Linked DNA regions of Capsicum annuum: region 2 is linked to region 1. The links are chromatin contacts, called in public Hi-C maps. All regions are on one chromosome and are shown on one strand. Each heading gives the region's core, a stretch centred on a gene start, on an enhancer-like site or on the middle of the called end of the contact. The rest is flanking DNA. Distances are from core to core; before and after follow the strand shown. Region 1 overlaps LOC107877881. Region 2 has its middle 5.9 kb from the start of LOC124885588.

Evidence for each region. A called contact is a pair of places that touch in the nucleus more often than the background predicts.
Region 2: a Hi-C map of leaf shows a contact between it and region 1, with 2.6 times the contacts expected there. The contact joins two enhancer-like sites. A contact is called at or near these places in 2 of 5 Hi-C or Micro-C datasets (leaf and placenta).

What each region holds. Positions count from the first base shown.
Region 1 is chr7:76,737,268-76,742,486 of UCD10Xv1.1, forward strand. It overlaps LOC107877881, which reads left to right. Exons shown (of 3, transcript XM_016724666.2): 2 at 1,313-1,426; 3 at 1,923-2,165. The coding sequence ends at 1,407. Among protein-coding and RNA genes, the nearest start is that of LOC107877881, 20 kb to the left of the region's middle. Within about 2 kb of position 2,729, at least 5 of the 5 cell types and tissues checked have an H3K27ac peak or open chromatin away from gene starts, as enhancers often do. A contact at or near this core is called in leaf, where this site is marked.
Region 2 is chr7:77,312,262-77,317,480 of UCD10Xv1.1, forward strand. It overlaps the pseudogene LOC107877972. Among protein-coding and RNA genes, the nearest start is that of LOC124885588, 5.9 kb to the right of the region's middle. Within about 2 kb of position 3,665, at least 1 of the 5 cell types and tissues checked has an H3K27ac peak or open chromatin away from gene starts, as enhancers often do. A contact at or near this core is called in leaf, where this site is marked.

The sequences.
Region 1 (5,219 bases), core at 1,479-3,978:
GAAGTACTGCCTCCGTCACAAGGTTTGAGAAAGAAAGATATAATTTGTGGTCTAAAACAAACCTTAACATTTCTGTGGCTATAAATCATTTCAGGAGAATTTTAGAGTCAAGTCTTTTCCAATTATAGAAAGATGACGTTCTTCTAGAGATAGACTAAAAAGAATTTTGGCCACTTAAGTTGGGACAAAGCAAGTAGTAAGGTAGGAAGTTTATTTCTTCAGTTTGGTTGGGAGCTACATTATCATGTTTTGAGAAGCACCGAGTACATTTGTGTGTGTATAAATCATTTCAGGAGAATTTTAGAATCGAAGTCTTTTCCAATTATAGAAAGATGATGTCCTTCTAGAGACGGACTAAAAAGAATTATGGCCAAATAAATTGGGACAAAGCGAGTAGTAAACTAGTAAGTTTATTTCTTCAGTTTTGTTGATAGCTACATTGTCATATTTGGTATATTTGATGAATTTTTGTCCATCTAGTAAGTCTGATCCACGAGGTCATATAAAAGAAGAATCCACTTCAACTGATATGTCCTTAGGCACGACCATTCATAACACAGAAATCACACTTAGAAAGGGCAGACAATTAGCTAGAGCAGTGGATGAGATAGGAGCAGAGTCGTTAAGAGCTAAAAACATAAACATTCTTTACATACAAGAGCACCTAGTACATTTGATGAAAGAAAAGCTTATTCTGTAACAACTTGGGGAAGTAAGAGCAGAAAAGCACATACTCCCTCCGTTCCATTTTATGTGGCACCATTTCGTTTTTAATCCGTTCCAAAAAGAATGTCACCTTGCTATAATTAGAAATAATTTAATTTTAAAATTACCATTTTACCCTTGATGAAATGATTTACAACCACTCAAATATCTAAGGATTGTTTTAGCCACAAGTTTCAAATCCCATTTCCTTGAATGCCATATCAAGTTAAAGGGTGCCACATAAAATGGGACGGAGGGAGTATATTGGAATATGTAAAGAGGAAGGACGTCTAAGCAACTATGCTAGTATTGGCATTTCAAAGAAGAAGGATGTCTAATGTTTTGCCTTGAGAATGTGGTGTCTTTGCTCTATATGTTTAAATAGATAAATTCCTCGTGGAGATGGATGGGGAGGTAGCAGAGTTCAAAGATACCTTTAAATGAGAGATTCTCTCAATATTTGGTTATATTTGTCTCTGGCAACATTTTAATGTATCAGAGTTGCTGCTGCACCTGGAAATACAATACTGAAACCTATCCAGCAGCTCTATGGTATAGTTGTAATTTTAGCATTGATGATATTCTTAGCATTTCCTCCTACTTGCAGGAAATACATTCCCATCCCCAGTGCAGATGGTAGAAGTGGAGGTGAAGCTTGAGGACAACTCGGATTATGACTCTAAATCTGAGGACGAAGGATAAAGGACCTGTCTTTGTTTTAGTGAGTTTTTGTAGTAAGTTGTTTATCGACATTTGCATTTGTGATCTGCATTAGCATTGATGGGATCTACTTTTCTGTTCCATCTAGAGGATCTACATTTTAATCGATCAGTTCTAGTTTAGAGTCATTTGTCTTGGCCCTGCTTTTATCTCTATGGTTTCTCTTACGTCTCATGAGATTTCTCTCTTCTGACCCAGAGACGTAAGTTGTTTCTTGGTTGTGACCTAGTCTCCCAGGCAATACCTTTAGGGGTCGTTTGGTAGGAGGTATCCCGTAGATAAAATTTAGAATCTTCCCCTTATATTGGGGTTTGGGGGGAAGGGTGGGAGGATAACTTTATCAAAAGGCTGTTGGGGGGTTTTGGAAACTTGAATTGATTAGAAAATTACTGCTGGAAGCTTTAAACAAGATTTTTGTGTTTGATAGTACAATTTGGTTTATCCAAAAAATGGTAAAATGTGCATTTCTTTAATTGTATATTTTGTTAAATTTGCAGGCTTTTAGTAAACTTGTAAATTCTTTGAAAACCTGGAAAACATAAGAAGCTGCGCTTACCTCAGGAAGGACGAGCAAGCAAAGTTACACATCAGAATTTAAGCTCTTCCATCCGTGCTCTTGTTCGGTGTAGTGGTTCAATGCTCAGCTTACCTAGAAAAATCTATGTATTTATGGTGTTTAACTTTATGATCTGGAAAAATAATCAGCCTGTTAAATTTAATGCTTTTTGTTTTTGGTCTAATGTGTTGTTGCCATGGCTTTAACCTGTTGTCAGCGATGTCATCATCTCGGTTGTTCAGTTGGCTGACTTGTCATCTATTACGGTGATGTTACACCCCTTAGAAAGATACTAAAGATGTAATAAAGTGAGTACTTCAATGAAGTGGGTATCGATAAAATGAGTACTTCAATGAAGTGGTTATCGAATTATGATGTCACAAGTTCAAATCTTATTAGAGGAGAAAACGCTGGTGATTTCTTCCCCCATCTATTTTAGACTTAGTGGATAAAGTTACTTGGGAATTTTTGGTTGGTTGGATGTAGTGGTTGGTTGGATGTAGGTATCTCGTGGAATCAGTTAAGGTGTGCAAAAGTTGGTTCGAACAAAAGTTGGTTCGAACATTACGGGCAGGAAAGAAAAAAACAAAGAAATAGTTTGAAGCTTAAAAGGGCAAGCTAAGCCAATACTAACCTGATGAATAGGGAACTAAAGTATCACCACAAAATTAAGCGTAGGAAGAGTTGTGATGTCCTAAACTACTAAAACAAAAGAATTAAGACCAAACTGGACATATTGAGCAAAACAATAAGTTAGCTAAATGTTCCAGTACTTCATCACTATTTGTACACGTTCGACTAAGTTATGTTGTCGGTTAACACGAGAAAAATATAACAACACATTATTTATAACAAGATATATAAATTGGCTTAAAGTATTCTAAAAACTATTTCAGTAATGCAAAATGTTTTTAAGGATAAAACTAGTCAACTTCCACGAAAAATGGCGCACGAACAAGAAAAATTCTAACAAAACGAACTAGTTATGATGTTTGTGTAGTTAGTAGAATTTATATTGTTCGTAATTATGTAAATTTTAACTTCAAATTACAAATGAAGTTAACTATCAGAAATTGGATCAGGCAGCAATTTCTAGCTTGCTATATGATTAAAAACTTATAAATAATTTCGTAAGTTTATCTTAGTCACAAATAATATATATCATTTATCAATTTAGTGAATAATTTATCTGCTAAAGTCACTTATGCTTTAGTTATATACAGTTAAAGGTGGAGGTGTAAGACGAGACGTTTTACCTGATACGAGGTGAAACGTAAGCCTCGAGGTGATAAGGCGTAAGTCTCCGGATTCTTTAATTTTTAATAATTTATAATTAATATAGTTATCAATAAATATTTTTCGAAAGAGATAAATCACACAAAAAATGTATGTTTTACATCAAAATTATAAAAAATAAGTGAAATTATAAAAAATAAGTGAAATATATATCTAAAGCTGATTCAGTAAAAAAAGAACAAAAAACTAACAAAAGCCACATAACACAACTAATAGATAGAGTTAACTTTCATATAATAAACTATTATATGTCTTCAAAAACAAAAAGTTTGTATAAAAAATATTACATAATTAATCAATCCCACCTTTCCATTACTCAATATATTTACGCATTCATTTACCATATATTGTATTTTAAAAGAGACCAAAAAAAGTAAATCGCTTAAAAGCTTGTCACTATGCGACTTAAAATGATCTAAAAGAAAAGAAAGAAAGTAGGAAGAAGAAAGTATACTTATCACCTTCTTGAGTAGCGGCGACGTCGACATCCACCGACAAATACATTTCAAAGTGTGACTTTTAAATTTTCTTTTACTTTTAATTTGAGTAGAAGTATTTACCAATCACATATTTTAGAATTATGTTTAAATTATTGATTTAATAAGAAAAAAATATTTTACCTTGTAAACTTTGTAGGCTTGCGCCTAATTTGTGCCTCGCGCTTAGGTGAACACCCAATGCTTTAGGCGAACGCCTCAAATTTTGAAGCGTTTGCCTTTCGATACTTTTGCCTCCCCATAATGCCTCTGAGTGTTATTGGCTATGCCTCGATACTAAAATTTATATAGTTAGTTGTTATTTGATATTTTAAATCTTTTTTTTGGTAAACTGTAAAACTTACCATACCAACCAATCAAAAAATACATCTAAAGAGCCCCTAATTCCTAGCTATTTATTAAAGGAAATTAGACCTTAGGAAAACTAATTACAAAGCCTAGCAATAAAATCTATACACTTAGTAGCCTGTTTGGATCCTATATACATTCTCAATCTCTGTATTACTATTAGCTTTGTCTGATGGACTATAAACTCGGACTGCAGATTCTTTTTCTTGAATATCTTCCAATTCCTTGCTTGTCAAGCATGATAGATCACAACACCAAATACAACCACAGTGATCTCTTTTTTGAGTCTACACCATCTTTTAGAAATAATCTTCTGGATTGTCTGTTGTATACTCTGTTGAGGAAATTGATCCCAATCTGTGCAATCATATACTACCACAAATTTTTGGTCTAGGAAGATGTAAAACAAAGATGACTAATATCCTGAGTATCTCCTGAATCATAAAGCACACACCTTAAAGTATCACATTGGATCCCCATGCCAAACATTCTATCCTTAGAAGTCTTTTTTGCACTGCCAGCCAAACTACAAACCTGTGCTTTGGTGTTAAAATTCTACTCTAGATTATTCTTGCATTAGACCACTGTGGTTTACTTCTCATCAAGGCCTAGTATTCTATGGATACACGATAGTGTCCATTACCTGTTAATGTAAATTCTCCATTAGTGTACTAACTTCTCATGTCAGTCTATAATATATGCAATTTCCTCCAGTACTAGTTGGAAATGGTTTGTGATTTCAGAAATTAGGATCATCCTTCATATAGATACCGTGAATCCATTTAACCCACAAAGCCTCTTTTCTATGTATGAAAAGCCAGACAAGCTTTCCTATTAAAGCCATATTCCAAACCTTATGATCTATAATGTTCAACCCACCTTTTTTCTTTGGTCTACGTACACTGTCCCGTGCCATAGGAGTTGTTCTTCTATTTTGTTTTGTGCAATCCCATAAAAGTCTCTTCATTGTTCATCCACTTCCTTGGCCACGCTTTGATGAGTATAAATCCTGACCCTTAAAAATTGTGTAAAGCAAAAAATGTAGAGTTAATAATCTAAACTCTTCCTGCATAAGACAAATGTCTTGTAGCAATGAC
Region 2 (5,219 bases), core at 2,415-4,914, 580 kb after region 1:
TTACGAGCAATGCAGTTTTGCTCTTGTGAAACCATCTTCTTTTGAAGAATCAGCAAGTCATGAAGCTTGGATTTCCATAATAGAGGAAGAGCTTGCTATGATTAATAAAAATGATACTTGGGAGCTGGTTGATAGGCCCAAACAAAAGACTGTCATCAAATCAAATGAGGAGACTGATACCAAAAAAATATATCCTTGTGTTATGAAGTTGCTTTAGAAAGGGTAAGTTCTAAAATCTTGAATCCTAGAGCTTCAAACTTTTCCATCATATTTGGGTCACCAGATAATAAAGATTTGGAGGAGTTTAGAGAAAGGCGAGAACTCAACATGATAAAACTAAACAAAAGCAAATCATTAACGAGAAATCTTCATGTTTTGAAGAAGAAAGAGGAGTCATGCAAAAACTATCAAGATTTTCACTAAGGCGCGGTTCAAAGCTTCACTTGAGTTCTTCCACAACAAGTTTAGGGTAGCTTCTAAAAAATCACTTTAAGGGGGAGTGTGAAAATTTTAAAGTAGATTTTTTGGAATCATAGATTTCTAGTTAAGTGTCTAGAATAGTCTAGTAAATTTCTAGGATAATCATGTTGAAGAAATATCTAGATATTTAGGTAATTCTAGTTAGAAGAATCTAGAAAGAAATTGTGTAGTCTATTTGATATTTATATTTAGGAAAGAGCTAGAGGGTGCTAGATATTTGAGGGAGATATTTGTCTAAGAACACTCTAGATTTGTAGCATCTAGAATCATCTCTACATAAGTATAAATAAGGGATGACATTAGACATTTGTAACCATCTAGAAAATAGAAAACAAAGCAAAAAAGTTTCAGTTTTTCCCTTCCCTGCAGTTCTTTTGTAGCAATTTACAGCTACAATTTCCTTATATTTTCTCCTTGTAGCTTTACTCTCCCTATCCTTTTTGTTTTTTACACTAATGATGAGAAGTTTCAACTACCATTTTGTTTTTTACACTAATGATGAGAAGTTTCAACTACCACAATAAGAGTTTTTTTCTACTCTCTAGACCACCATCATGACCATCACCACCACATACTAGGAACCTATCTAATTGCATAACTGTTGAGTTCCACTTTCTTTGTCACCATGTGTAGCAGTAATAGGTGAACTGGTGAGTGCTGGCTTAGACCTTCCAAGATCACTGCTTTTAGGTAATGCATTTTTTGTAAATCTTCCTCCATTGCCGTGTTCGGTTTTTCTCCATTTGGGTTCCCTTTGTCAACTATCTTAGGTGCAGTTTTCCTGAATAGTACTATCGGAGGATATTTGACAAAGTTGTCCACAATCCATCACAATTTGGTGGACGTGGTATCAGTAGCCATTCTGAGGAACTCGCTGTAGAGGCTTATGATCTGTTTAAGATTTTTTCTCTTCCTGTGGCAATTCCAAATTCAACAATGTATCCAAATGAAGCCACGAGCACCACTTTTGTCTCATCTTTTGTTTCTTCAAACCATAGTCTTTTTTAGTCCCTTTAAATTTTCATTCAAGAGGGGAGGATTGCCCAAGTCTATATTAGGAGACCAATTACCCATCCCTTTTCCGATGTGGGATACTTAACAAAAACAAGGCCCCTTAGTTTAAGACATTAGTATTTCTATAGAAAACCACAGCCAATCTTGACATTGGGCTAAAGATTTATTAGTTCTATACCGGTAAAAGTACACTGGTACGATTGGAAACCTTTATAGAGAGTAAATTTCCAAGCAGCTAATATTGGATTTCATACCTCAATACCGAGCTTTAGCTAGTTTTTTCTGATGCTTGGTGTGTTCAACAAATTCTTGTACCTCAATACCGAGCTTTAGCTAGTTTTTTCTGATGCTTGGTGCGTTCAACAAATTCTTGAATCTGTCGGTCATGCTCTCTAAGTATTCTATCCACATCGATTGGTTTTGATGCAGATGGAAGTGGACCAAAATATTGATTGTCTACCAGGAAGTCAAGGCTATCTGATTCAGGGAAGACAACAATAGTTCAATAAGTTGGTTCTTCTTTACCTTGGAGTTACTACCTTCCCCTTCCACCACTTTTGTCTTGTCAGACTTCATGCATTGAGCATCTTTTAGGATTCCTGCCTCGTGCTCTCCTGGTAAGACCTGCATATTGGCCGATTTGGCCGGTAAAAGAGTAGAAATTTGGTCATTAGCAGTAAACTCATGTCTAGTCGATGTCGATGGACCTAAAGAATGATTGCTTTTCTCCTTAGAGTCATGGTCATTCCCTTTAACTGTTAATCCCTTCTCAAGACTCGCATGCTGAACAGCTTTGAGGATTATGGCATCGTGCCCTATGAATAAATCCGTCATTTTGTCTAATGAAGCAGGTAATGGACCTGACCACTTCTTTCTCTTGATTACATAGTCATCATGAATTGGTTCTTTCCTAATAGCTCTCAGATCATACCTTTGATGAGGAGTAGCAGATCTCTGAGTATAATTCTCTGAGCCCTCTTTTCTGCTGGACTCCTGAAAATATGCGGAAGAGTTTGTTCCTTCATTTGAAACACCTCCTGAGACATATTCATTTATTCCTTCTATCCTATTTCAGGCTTTTGAATTGGTAAGGATCCGTCTTCTATCTATGTTGCTCTGTAATTCTGCATTAGCTTCATGTGCTGGAATTGCTCTTACACTTCTAGCACGTGCATACTTCCACCTCCTACTCCCCTTGATTTCTGTCATTTTTGCATCTTGGAATTTTGCATCAATCTCTTTTCTGGCAAGATATTGTGGCAAACTTGAGGGATCACCAGCAAATGGTTCTGTTGTGAAGAACTCTCCCTGAAGAGCAAGAGCTGCAGTCCCTCGATATTCAGTTTCGATGGAAAGTAAAGTGTCCATTAGTCCTACAGCCGTCACAGGAAGACCATGAAAGGTTGCTTGAATTTTTCGTCTATAAGGCATCATTGGCTTAAATATTGGTGCTTTAGACAATTTGGATTTTAGCCAAAAATCATCAGATGCAGAACCACAGAGATTGAATCTTCTATACAATTGCTCAACTTCAGTTTTACGGGGCATAATAGGCTTGCCAGTAAATAGTTCACCAAGTACACAACCAACACCCCATAAATCAACTCCCAACTCCATAAGAATTTGACCCTAGCAAAAGTTCTGGTGGCCTGTACCAGAGAGTCACAATCTTGCTGGTTAATGGCATGCTTTGTTCTGGATCAAAAAATGTTGACAGCCCAAAATCTGCAATTTTTAGGATACCTTTTTTGTTAACTACAGGTTGGAAGTTTTTACATCTCAATTCAAGATACCACGACTATGGCAATGATCAAGCCTTTTAAGCAGCTGGTTCATGTAACATTTGATCTCAGGTTCAGAAAACTTGACACCTTTTTGTTCTTGAATTCCCTTGAGATCATATTCCATGTAACCGAAAACAAGGTACAAACTGCAGTTTATTGGTGGGGTGATTAAATCTTCCAATTTGATAACGTTTGGGTGATCACAAAGCCTTCTCAATATGATTATCTCTCTTGCTATAAACTTGACACTCTCGGGATCAAGATTGTCAAAACGAACTTTCTTCAGGGCAGCAACTTTGTTGAGCACAGTATCTCGAGTCTTGTAGAGATTACTGTAAGTTCCCTGGCCAATCTTACCTAGTTTCTCAAAAGTATCAACTCTTCTTGGAAGCCATCCATTTAAAGCATCACCAGCAGCTGCAACAAGCCAGTTAGGCCATTCAACAGCAACTAGTTCACTTTCTATGCCTTTTGGTACACCTCTGCTGAGTCTTGTATTCAGTCGCTTCTTCCTGGTGCTAACGTTTTCTTCCTTTTCCTTTGCCATAAATATATTAAGTTCATCTATAGGGCTTAATAATGAAGGTGGTGATGTTCTTGTGTTTTCCAATGCAAACTAATCTTAGTCTTCTTTTACATTCAGATAACAGCACAAACTAATTATTCTTTCTTAAACCTTTGGTTATATACCAAGAAAATCACAAATCAAGGAGATTCACTCCTTCAAAAAGCAATGATAGTGATTTTTCTATTCCTATATCTATATACTATATACTGTATATACTATATATTTATTTCTATAATTAATAAGTAAAGGTTTTGGTGGTACAACAAGGGACATTTTTGATATTTTTATTTTTTTGTGCAGCCTTTTGATGACATGTATGCCCATGTGTGGCTTTTCATGGTACCACCATCTGTGGATACAGAAAGTCTTTTTTCACTTTTTCTTCCCTTTTACAGCTTATACTTTTTGTTTCTTGTTTGAATCAAAGATCAAGATCCACAAAGCTGTGTTAAAAAAATTTGGTATCGTCCTTTTTTCTCAGCATCTGCTTTCCACTTCTTGTTCTTCCTCATTCTTTGATGTTTTTAGTTGATCTTTTCATCTGTACAATCTGTGTTTTTTTTGGAGGTTTTTATTAGTGGTCGTTTTCTTGAGTTATAAAATTTTTAGAGTTCGTGTGTTTCAAAATCTCGGTCTCACATGCATTTTGGGATATATAATAGTTTCTGATTTCCAATAGGTAAGATGACATTTGAAGATAAATGGGTTCTTTGAAGTGCCTATTGAGGGTGATTTAAACTTCTGCTCTCTTTGGCGAACAAACTTATCGGCTGTCTCTATTTTTCCTATTTCTAATAAAAATTGTATCTTCAACTTTTCCGCTAATTTTTGGTTGAATTTGTAAATGCATGTCAATAATTTCAAGAGTTTATCTTATTTTATGCCTCCTTTTCACTGGGTTTTTGATTTTGCATATATTATCGTTTTAACAGTTTTTTTTGGGCTTAATTTTGCTTTGGTGCTAATTGCATCGCTTGTACTTAAGCAAAAATATTTAGTACATTCAAGTGCTAGCTTATTTACGTTTTACCTGTTGTATTAAGATCATGGTCTCTCAATAGTGGTCTCTGTTGATTATTTCCCGCGGTCAACAACTGAATGGATTCCTTATGCATTTCATGCTTCATATTCCAATATGATTTCCATGTCTCTTTATCATAGCATCAGCCCCTGTGAAAATATTCAAGAAGTAAAGTGTTTTTCTACTCTCTTTCTTAATTTGTTTAAGGTTCAATTCCTCATGTAAACCCAAGTGCTTATAAGCTAATATCAACCAAAAGTCATAATTGGTCACCCTAATTTATGACCTTAGATTGTAGGTGCTTTTAGTTTGATCAACTGTTTTATTATGATCAAGGTTCTATAGCAATATT